Linked DNA regions of Bombyx mori: region 1 is linked to region 2. A link is a contact called in public Hi-C data. All regions are on one chromosome and are shown on one strand. Each heading gives the region's core, a stretch centred on a gene start, on an enhancer-like site or on the middle of the called end of the contact. The rest is flanking DNA. Distances are from core to core; before and after follow the strand shown.

The links. A called contact is a pair of places that touch in the nucleus more often than the background predicts.
Region 1: a contact with region 2 is called in a Hi-C map of middle silk gland, with 1.5 times the contacts expected there. The contact joins the enhancer-like site here to the promoter of LOC101743862 in region 2. A contact is called at or near these places in 2 of 7 Hi-C or Micro-C datasets (middle silk gland and whole pupa).

Annotation. Positions count from the first base shown.
Region 1 is chr19:6,629,954-6,632,919 of ASM3026992v2, forward strand. No RefSeq gene overlaps it. Among protein-coding and RNA genes, the nearest start is that of LOC101744292, 17 kb to the left of the region's middle. Within about 2 kb of position 1,683, at least 1 of the 8 cell types and tissues checked has open chromatin away from gene starts, as enhancers often do.
Region 2 is chr19:6,569,204-6,572,009 of ASM3026992v2, forward strand. LOC101743862 (cell adhesion molecule Dscam2) reads right to left here and starts at 1,457. Exons shown (of 38, transcript XM_062673973.1): 1 at 1,126-1,457. The coding sequence starts at 1,241.

The DNA of each region.
Region 1 (2,966 bases), core at 433-2,932, 61 kb after region 2:
CATAAAATTTTGTATAAAATAAACTTAAAACAAACAAAAGGAATCCGTTCGACGGGGGACACATCAAAGGAAAAACAAAATTGTTATTTTTATTTAATTCCTAGCATTTTCATATTTATCTACCTTTTAAACCTTGTCTGGACTTCCACAAATAATTCAAGACCAAAATTAGCCAAATCGCTCCAGCCGTTCTCGAGTTTTAGCGAGACTAACGAACAGCAATTCATTTTTATATATATAGGTATAGAAGAAGAAGATATAAGATAGCGGATCAGAAGGATGTTAAACTACAGAGGTAGTTGTAAATTTTTAACAAAAAATAATTAATTCGCACTGGCTCTTGTGTTCAAGGACACTTTATTTTATTTCCGGCCGTAAATTAAATTGTGAATTAGTTAAAGCTTACAATACTTAGGTACTGAATATTAATGTGAATTCCATTGCAATGTCATGCTTCACCTAGCTTATTAAGCAGTTTGGATGACACGCTAATATAATTTAATTGATGTGCTATAAAAAAATGATTGATTAACATTATATGTTGTACTGGTGGTAGGACCTCTTGTGAGACCGCGCGGGTAGGTACAACCTCCCTGCCTATTTCTGCCGTGAATATGTAATGCGTTTCGGTTTGAAGGATGGGGCAGCCGTTGTAACTATACTGAGATCTTAGAACTTATGTCTCAAGGTGAGTTGTGAGCTCGTCCACCCATCTAAGCAATAAAAAAATTTAACTCAGTAGTTATGTTCTTCACTAGTCATTGAAAAATAACTAGTTATCGTAGGCTTCGTTAAGCTGCAATTATGGGAGAAAATACAGGGCGGGCCATAAAGTTGAGCGGATTATAAAAAATAATATAAAAAAAACTACAAAGCTCAGGAAAGAAAAAATATAATTATAATAAAGATTACAAATGGGAATTTTATTTTTTAAAAATAACATCGCTGAGATGTGTGCCATCTACACGTACACACTCTTCCAATCTAGCCCTCAAATTCGTGAAAACTCGCTGGCACATCGCTCGTGGGATATCGGACATTTCCTTGCGAATATTGTCTTTGAGCTGGGAAATTGTCGTCGGTTTATTGGCGTAAATGCGACTCTTGAGGTATCCCCACAGAAAAAAATCTAGTGGCGTGAGATCTGGGCTCCGGGGAGGCCATGGAATGTCCCCTCGACGCGATATCAGTTTTCCATTAAACATTTCGTTGACAACTGCCAAAGACTCATTGGATGTATGGGATGTCGCGCCATCTTGTTGAAACCAGGTCCTGCTGTTATAGGCTTCAAAATTATGCAGTTGTGGAAAGAAAAAGTTACGTAACATTGCTGTGTAGCGATCAGAATTTACTGCTGGGGATCGCGCCGTACAGACACCGCGACTTCGCTTACATTCTCTTCCGTTCTTATAGACCTTGGATGCCCCGCAGGTTTTTCATTTAATGTCAAACCCGAAGACTCAAACTTTCTGACCCACGATCTGATCACACTTTCACTCGGACATTGGTTTAAATCATGTAAATTAAACTTAGAACGAAATAAACGCCGCGCAATAGTGCCCGAATCGCCATTTTTGTAATACGCTTTCACACAAAAAGCACGCTGCTCACCGGTAAAACGCTCCATGGCAACTGAATTTCCGAGAACCAAGGAACCTATCCCCATTACCCGCACCCCGCTCCCGCTTTCCTGCCGCGAGTAATGTGATTTTGAAATTCGCACGCCTTTCTGGCCCACCCTGTACTTGGCGTATAGCAGGAGCGGCGTTTCAATCCGCTCTTCCAATATTATTTTTTTTGTTTTTGATTTTTATAACAGGATATTATTATTACTTTATCGTTGAAGTCGTTCGCGAACACGTGTTTGGCACGTGCATGTGCCCCGCATCAACGTAACATGCACGTGTGTATACGAAACAACTATTAACATCTCATTTAAACACATCAGAGCATACAAAAAATAAACAAAATAGAAAAGTGACTTCAACAAAATAAAACGAGAATATCATTAAGGTTGTCGAATCCAATTACATTTATACATTATTAAGGATAGCCCAAACTACCTTTCAGATCTTGATATAAATTGGACCACGTCAGAAGTAATTCTTTCAAATAAAAAATAATAACCTAATTCAGGATACCTAAAAAAAATTGAGTTAACACACATAAAGCAATCGAATTGAGAAACTCTTATTTTTTGAAATCGATTATTAATGAACGAATAGTAAAGAAAGTCAGACCCACCTTTCGAAAAGCGGTAGCCTTAGTATGTTGCTATCAGATGTCCCATCGGGACAAGAGGTTAAAGTCTATGTTTGAAAAGCCGCTTTTCCTACTCTTCAAACCGGAATTAATAGTAAGAAACATTATTCAGATGTACCAACTTTCATAAGAAAATTACTGTTTTTCGTCCGCTATACCTAATCAAATGGGTCAAATGTCAAACGTCAAATGGGATCACCTGTGGAAAATACTAGCAGAATTGGGAGTACCGCAACATCTGGTCCTACTGTTACATAACCTGTACATTAATAACCAGGGAATCATTAGAGTGGAGGAAACAATCTCTGCCCCCTTTAAATTTAGGAAGGGTGTAAGGCAAGGCTGCATATTATCTCCAGTCCTTTTCAATATCTATGGAGAGTATATCATGAGACGGACTTGTGAAGGCTGGGATGGTGGAGTTACCATTGGTGGAGTAAAATTGACCAACCTCCGATACGCCGACGACACCACTCTTCTCGCGGCTAATGAAAGCGAGATGGCTGCTCTCATGAGCAAGCTTGAAAAAATTAGCCTCGAACTTGGTCTTGCCATTAACCGATCCAAAACAAAAGTGATGGTAATAGACCGCATGAACAAACTGGAGCACACGGGGTCACTGCATCTTGAAAAAACAGAAAGATTCATATACCTGGGCTCCATGATTGCGAATACTGGATCGTGCGAGCCTGAGATTCGAAGAC
Region 2 (2,806 bases), core at 207-2,706:
TTTCGCTCTCTATTAAACTTATAATTGTAATTAATCCTGGTGAAATAATTTAAAGACTAATTGTCATATCTATTGGAGTTAAAAAATTGTTTTGCCTTATAAATTGTAGCTACGTTTTTTGCTGTAAACGAGCTTTCTGGACACCTCTTTATTGAGCCCTTCCCCAAAACATGTCATTTCGGATACTCGCAATCCATTAACGATGCTTTTAGGTACCTCAAGCACAGGTCATCGTTCTCGTCGAACCCATCGCTTGCGACAAAGGGCTCCGCGAGTAAATTAACCCACAGACACAGGCCACTGAGTTTCTCGATGGATCTTTTCAGTGGGTCGCGTTTCCGATCCGGCGGTAGATTTTGCGAAGCACTGCTCTCGCTAGGGTTAGTGTTAGCAAAGTCGTCAGGTTTGAGCCCCACGAGCTCATCTATTTGTTAGGGTTACGCTGAAATGGCCTCTCAAGGCCATCATCTTTGGTAAGAAAAAAAGAGGCCTTACCAAACTCATGGGCCGCATAACGTGAGTGCCCCGTGTACCATGCGACAAGAGTACTCTGTACGAATCCTCAGAAAGAAAATGTGTAGCGATATTCAGATCTTTAATTAATAATTAAACAGTAATTTAATAACTCTTATGAAGAAATAAATTTGCACTAATGTGGGATGTGAAATAACGCTTCCATCACTCGAAAATAATATATTGAACAGTACAGCGTACACAAAAGTGTTGACTCTATGACATATGAATATTTATGGCATATGTTGAACGAAAACATGAATGAACGTCGAATCCTAACATTGAGTGAAAGACATATTTGACCATTACAAAGTTTGAATAACTACGTTATTGGTTTAGTCCTTCTTTATCCCGGAATACAATATTTTAAAATAATTTTGACGTCTCCAACTAGGAACAATACTGGTATTTCCTGAAAATATTCGCAGCGAGCCGGAATAGCATAATTAAGACGCCGCCGTTACGCTTAATGAAGGCGTAATTGAGAAAAGTTCTTTTTGGCGTTTTCAAAATTAGAAAACACATTATTCCTTGTTATCTTTTCCTTCTTATTATAAATGAGTACTGAAATTTAAACATGAAATACTTTTGACTGGTGCTCAATGAACTCACCTTGAATTGTCACACAAGAAACACGAAGTCTGTTTTGATAAACGCGGCATGAACGTCAACCACAAAGTACATATACATGATAGCACAAGCGTAGTATTTGTAGTATCGGAGCACATGTAGAGGCGTGTAGAAACACCGGCAGCACGCGGCCTCCGATCAGCTGTTCGTTTACTATCAGTGATAGCACGCGCGAGGGATAGCCGGCGATCACGTTAGACTTTCGACTGCTACTCAAGGAAAGGTACTTCATTGAGGAGAAGGCTCGTGGCGGGCCGGCGGCGGCATCAGACGAGAACAAGCGGCCGGCCCTGCCGCACACACCGCCACACTAATCAGTAATCGTTGCTGGAAGTGAGGCTGCGTCGCTCTTCCCTCCCCCCCGGCCTCCGCTCCGCCCCAACCCCTACGTAGCGTAAGTCCGAAGGGGTAGACGTCGAATTCGGTAAAAACCGTAATTTCATTTTGTTTTTCATCGTTCTTTCGCGCGGCATGTTCGTGCGTCTCCTTCGAAGTTTTCCGGACTTCTTGATCTTATTTTCAGCCTAAAATATATTATAAAAATACTACTAATCGAAAATCATACACTTTTGATATTTTAGGTACATTTTTTCGATAAATGTCTTAATGTTGTTTTAACAACTGATCACCGTATTTAATTGTTATTATCTTAAACAGTTTTAATTATATTATCGTCAAAGAAACAATAATTTCCGACCGCTCGTAGTATCATGACTGCATGCTAATTTTATTTACAATTTTCGTTCAGACTTCCGAGTTCCTATTTGATATGGCTATTAAATATTCATTCGTGGATTTAAATTAGTGAGCAACTGAGATAACAGCGCCCGACCAAAACGCCTAGAAGGCGGCACTGTTGAGTTAACCGCGCGTGGAAAACTTTCATGGTAAAATAGACCGGAACCAATGTCGGCACTAACTCGGTGTTAACATAGTGGTTATTATAGTTTAATTCGTTATACGTGCCTTCATTGTTTGTTACATTGCCTGTTTTATTAAGAGGCTTATAATTATTGATCGCCTCGCTGGTCTATTCAGTCCCCATTATATTATACCATCGGTTTAAGTATATTGAGCGTATTATATATTTATAGTATATTTATCGGTATATGTCGACCAAAGAAGACATGGATGGAGTGTGTGAATGACGTTATGAGAGAGAGAGAGGAGTGAGTGTTGAGATGACGGCTGATAGAAGTGAATGGAAGAGAAAAATCAGCTGTGCCGATCCCACCTGGTGGGATACGACGGAGGAAGAAGAAAGAAGAAGGTTTGATACCGGATCGGAGTCAGTATATTTCCGCTATTCATGGACTCTTGTGGACTTAATATCAGTCGACTCTTGAGCTCATCTGCCGATGCACAGCATAAAAGTGTGGCGTTTAAGAACGCACCTTTTTATGATGCCTAAGCCGGAACGCACGAGAGGTGGGAAAAGAATATAGTCTGTGACACGGGACCTTTTTACCGCCGAAAATTTAAAAACGTAAAAATAATTTTTGATGTGTTTAATAACTAATATAATAACTTAGAATTGTTTATGCCGCTACAACAATAAAATTTCTATTGTTTCAACTGTGGTGTTAATTACATAAAACACGACTTTACGGCGAAATAAAGAAGGGACTCTATTTTATTTTTTTATTGCTTATATGGGTGGACG